2 separate regions of the Zea mays genome follow, and region 1 is linked to region 2. A link is a contact called in public Hi-C data. All regions are on one chromosome and are shown on one strand. Each heading gives the region's core, a stretch centred on a gene start, on an enhancer-like site or on the middle of the called end of the contact. The rest is flanking DNA. Distances are from core to core; before and after follow the strand shown. Region 1 holds the start of LOC103646603 (putative receptor-like protein kinase). Region 2 holds the start of LOC103629219 (G-type lectin S-receptor-like serine/threonine-protein kinase At2g19130).

What was found. Hi-C and Micro-C count contacts between places; a contact is called where the count stands out from the background.
Region 1: a contact with region 2 is called in a Hi-C map of ear, with 3 times the contacts expected there. The contact joins the promoter of LOC103646603 here to the promoter of LOC103629219 in region 2. A contact is called at or near these places in 8 of 25 Hi-C or Micro-C datasets (bundle sheath, ear, endosperm and 2 more) and 1 of 3 datasets of contacts at active chromatin or transcription factors (leaf).

Annotation. Positions count from the first base shown.
Region 1 is chr6:41,733,857-41,736,556 of Zm-B73-REFERENCE-NAM-5.0, reverse strand. It overlaps LOC103646603 (putative receptor-like protein kinase), which reads left to right and starts at 1,432. Exons shown (of 5, transcript XR_004850110.1): 1 at 1,432-1,724; 2 at 1,953-2,046.
Region 2 is chr6:41,488,641-41,491,340 of Zm-B73-REFERENCE-NAM-5.0, reverse strand. It overlaps LOC103629219 (G-type lectin S-receptor-like serine/threonine-protein kinase At2g19130), which reads left to right and starts at 1,363. Exons shown (of 1, transcript XM_008650393.4): 1 at 1,363-2,700. The coding sequence starts at 1,506.

The DNA of each region.
Region 1 (2,700 bases), core at 183-2,682, 250 kb before region 2:
AACTGGTATACTAGCCGTGGTCACGGTCATGAGCGACTCGGACACTCACATGATCAATTTATGTAACTTAAATTCAATTTTGTCATTTGCATTTGCATGTGATTATTTATTAATTTTGTTCTATTATTTATTATGGTTTGGTATTTACTTACATTTAGTAACTGCTAATAAAATTTGACCAACTTATTAAAAGCAATGCTCAGCTTTAACCCCTATTGTTGATCAACCTTACACATCACATGAACTCCCACCTTTGGTGAGTTCATACCCACTGGTTTCCCCACAACTTGTTGAGCTATGATCATGTGTGAGCTCACCCTTGCTGTCTCACACCCCCACAGGAGAAGAACAGGTGGTTCAAGAGGAGCCACACCTCGAGGAGTTTGACTTGATCTAGGTGGCGTCTCCCAGTTGACTTTCTGGCGCCAAGGATGGACTTTAGTTCGATCTATATTTATATTTTGTAAGACTTCCGCTATGTAATAAGTACTCTGACTATATTGTGACATTTATCTCTATACACTCTGTTATTATATATGTTGTCTTCTTTGGCGCATGTATGAGATGCACCCGGCTTTGTTCCTTAAATCTGGGTGTGACATGCACATTCTTCTAGATCCATCCTATTTATCCACAAAAAGAACAGGGGATCCCCAAGGTGATGAGCTAGGCCAGATAAAACTCCTTTCTAGCAACTATTCTATTTGTTTCTTTAGCTCACCTAAGTCTTTAACATCCATCCTATATGGTCTTTTAGAAATAAGTGTGGTGTCATGCTTTAACTCAATAGAGAACACTATATCTTGATCGGGTGGCATACCTAGTAATTCTTTTGGGAGTACATCTTGAGGGTCATTTAAAACTTATCTAAGACGTGCACGGTGTGTTTCACATATCGCAACTTAAAAAGTGCTTAAGAGTACCCACGTTAATGCCCCCCATGCAAGGGAGCCGCCGCTGATCGGAGCGAGTCTAACGACCTTGAAGAGCGTTGTCCGTCCCCTCTGAGGTTGTGCGTTCGTCTCCGCCGAGGTTGCGCTGCGCTAGACCGGAGCACGTGGACCGCAATCAACAGACTCTTCACTCTTGTTCTTAATCAACAGACTCTTCACTCTTGTTCTTGGTATATAAACGTAATCCAATCTACTAATTCATTTTTAGATCATCTCTAAGAGACTAGATTAGCCAAATGGCTCGTTAAACCAAATTTCAACTAATCAACAGTAAAATAACACTTTAACATATTAACCATCTGACTCGTCAAACTATCTTACTCTTTAAATCGACTCTCTCACTAGATAAACTTGGCTAGCTGCTGTGACTTACCAAATTAGAGCAGTAAGATACTATATATAAAGTGTGATTTTTTTTAAAAAAAAGATAAATAGAGAGTCAATATAAAGACAAAAATGAGGAGTCGTGCTGTGATACACGCGTTTTCAGTTGCTGGATCTTGGAAGAAGAAAACAATATCCGGTTGCTGATTTGTTTAATGCAAGGTGAACGCGAAAACAGCTGGATCTGGGGAGGGGACGGGCTGCCAGAGCTCGTGCCATTTGCTCCAAACAAGGGTTGACCGGCGCGCAAAGCAAATCCATTCGCGCCCCCGCAGCGTTGGAACGCCAAGATTGAATAGATGGTGGTGGTGGACAAAGAAAGCTTAGTGCCTGGTGGCGGCGGCATCTGATTCTGATTTCTGGAGACTCCCTCCTTTTTTTTAGCAGGTGAGAGTGAGCTTATCTTATCTGTTTGTCGAATGCTCCAGAGTGACCTGGTCTGCTGGACATTCGTGGTTGTGCTGAGTAATGATTGCTGAGTAGTAGACATAGAGCATCCATATGTAGTCCAATCAGAAATCATATGTTGGAAGATTATCACTAACAGCCGTGGTCTCTTTCTCACTGTGTATGGAAACTAAGTCCATGTTATATATACTTTTTGTGGGGCGCCAGTATTCAAGGAGGAGGGGTGGCTAGATCTGCTGTAGCGGATGCCAACAGAAATGGACAAGGAAAGAGGTGCCAGCGCATAAGGAGAAAGGGGCAGGTAACAGCCATGGCTATAAATCAGGGATATGATTGTTACTCAGTTTCCTTAGTTTGTTTCAAAATAATACTTCCTAGTCCCAAAATATAGTTCTTTCTAGGCTATATTTTATCTGTCCACATCCATTCAAATCAAATAATAATGAATATAGATATGCATGCAAACTACATTCATATGTTACTTAATGAATGTGTAATTAGTCTAAAACAAACTATATTTTGGGACCGAGGGAGTAGCAGATTAGTTTTCCTAAAAGTATTAAATGGTTTTCTTAAGCTATAAGTTGCCTACATCTATAAAGGCGCAGGTTGTAGTTCGTATTCGGCATCAAATGAATAAGATAAGATATCCCAGTTTGGGGCGGGATCACATATGATCATCTTGGCTAGAGATGGCCAAACGGTCCGTCCGGCCCGTGTCCGATGAAGCCCGGCCCGTGCTCGGTGAAGCCCTGCCCGTTTTGGGCCCGGTTAGAAAATCGGGTCGGGCCATCCAAACCCGCGGGCTCGTTTTTCTGTCTGAGCCTGGCTCGATGCGGGCCTAAACGGGCCGGGACAGCCCAGTAAGCACGGTTTAGTGTAAAAAACGGATTTGACGGGCTTAGAGGTAAACGGACCGTGCCGGGCTAGTTCATCGGGCTTAGTTTCCTGTCCG
Region 2 (2,700 bases), core at 114-2,613:
TCGTTTAACATTCTCTGTGTTGCCTTGTTCTTAACTCATAGCACTTGAGAACAAGTCCCCAACAGCGCGGGCCCACTTGTCATGCCGATCGTTGCTATGAACGGAAGACATAGTGTGTGTGGGTTTGTGTCATTGTGTGGGTGACTGAGACGCTCGCGCGACGTGTGAAGCATGGATTCGCTGAGGACGGAAAGTGGATAGACGAATTGGATTATATATGATCGACGTGAAGAGGACGTGTCTTGTAGGCTATTTCAAATAATAAAATAAGTTATTTGTAAAATTATAACGTGGATCGTCTTTAAAATTGATGTTTTAATATAGTATAGACGGAGACAGAGAGAGAAACACGTGTGGGAGCTCCTCAGCGAGCAAAACACGCCCCCTGCTTACGTGTGAAAAAGAGAGCAAGGGGGCATGCATGCGCTTCTCTACCAGATTCGTACGCCGCGTACTCGCATCGCTATCTTTGAGTAGTGCGTATGCTCATCCACGCCGATCGATGCTTTGATTGGAGCTCTGCACGGTGGTGACCAAACATCACCTCAGACGTACGACGACGCAACAAGCTAAGGCAGTAACAGTCATGCTAGCTCCCCGTTCCATCTGTCTTGACGCATCGCATGCATCGACCGGATGAGAATGAGACAAGACCTACGTGGTGTCGTGTCGCTAGCCCGGTGAGATATTTCTGCCGACGATCCGGCCGGGGTCGGTCGACGCATTGCATGGGCAGGAGAGGCTGTACGTGGCCCTTGCGGTGCCAAGCATAGCGCAACCACGGCGACGTACGACGCGCCAGCATTTTGTCATTACCATGAATGGTGCTGCACTCATCACCGGGCGATCGACATGTTGATGGTCAGCGCCGGGTCCTTCACGCCGGCCGCCGGCCACCACACCAGTCGCGCGCGGCATGCATGGTCGTACGTACGTGTAGGCCACCATCTATATGTCCGCTCGCGCAGGGACTACTCATGGTAATGTATCCGTAGCTAACGTGCTGCTGCTCCAACCCACAGCGTAGTCCTGTGGTCGATGGATTAGGACATCTCATAACTATCTTGACCCGGCCGGCGCCCGCTGCTCATCCCCACTCTGTCCTTTCTTCCTAACTAACTTCGACTAGTCGTCAACTCGCTGTAGACTCTCTTTAATCTGTAAGCAGTACGAAAGGATCTCATCGTAATGGTTAAGGCTTTTGTTGGATCGACAAATTTCGAGTTTAATTAAAAAAATCCCCACGATGTACCTCACTTCCTGTGTCAGAGATCGATATCCTGCACGCCACCTTCCGACTAATCTGTTGCAGAGTAGTCAATTAATCGGTCCGTTAGCTATAGAATCAGGATTCGTGGGTTTTCTGGCTCGAACCATGTTTTGGTTTTTTTAATAATATAATACAATACCGGTACAGCGGGCCGACTTATTTTAATCTGTAACAAGTAAGATCGCTATACCTGCATGCATATCTATTGCCGGTGTGTGTGCTCGCTGCTACTCGTATGTCGTATCCACCATCATCGTCTCCAAACTTGCCTCTCGTGCTCCGGCCTCCGGCTCCGGCCATGCCGCCTCCCAATAACCGTCTCTGCGTAGCACTAGCTATTGCGCTCGTCGTCTTCTCTTCGCTGCACACTCCAGCTGCTGCTTCTGCTGCTGACGGCGACACTCTTGCGGCAGGCCAGGCGCTCGCCGCCGGCGACAAGCTCGTCTCCCGCAACGGCAAGTTCGCGCTCGGCTTCTTCCAGTTCCGGCAAGCCCTGCCAGGCGGCGGCGGCACCGGTACGTCCGCATCCGTCGTCGTCCCTTCCCCCGGCTGGTACCTCGGCGTATGGTTCAACAAGATCCCGGTCTGCACTCCGGTCTGGATCGCCAACCGAGACAGGCCCATCACCGAGTCCGAGCTCAAGGTAGCCCAATTCAGAGTCGCATCGACAGACGGCAACAACAAGCTGCTCGTCGTCGCCACCAGTAACACTAACACCAGCGCCGACAATTCCATCATAATCGTCGCCAACACCACCACGAACGGTAGCAGCGTCCATGTCGTGCTCATGGACACCGGCAACCTTGTCCTCCTGCCGCAAACTGAAGCCCTACTATCCTCTGCTTCAGCGCCCGCCGCCAGCTCCTCCTCCTCCTCCTCCTCCTCCTCCTCCTCCTCCTCCTCCTCCCTGTGGCAAAGCTTCGACTACCCGACCGACGTCGGGCTCCCCGGCGCCAAGATCGGCTGGACCAAGCTCGCCGGCGGCCGCTACTTCAGCCGCCAGTTCATCTCGAAGAAGAGCCTGGTGGACCCGAGCCCCGGCTCCTACTCCATCAGCATCGACACCAACGGATTCATGCAGCTGACTCGCAACGCCCCGAGCGTGCAGTACTGGTCGTGGACGTCGGGGAGCCTGGGAAACCTCGTGACGGCGCTGACTGCCCTGATCGACATGGATCCCAGGACCAAGGGGCTGCTGAAACCGGGCTACGTGGCCACCGCCGACGAGGTGTACTTCACCTACAGCATCACCGACGAGTCGGCCTCCGTGTTCGTCCCCGTCGACGTCACCGGCCAGCTCAAGCTCATGCTCTGGTCCGACTCCAAGCGGGCCTGGGAGACCATCTACGCCCAGCCTTCTGATTTCTGCGTCACCTCTGCCGTCTGCGGCCCTTTCACCGTCTGCAACGGCAACTCCGGCCCGTCGCCGT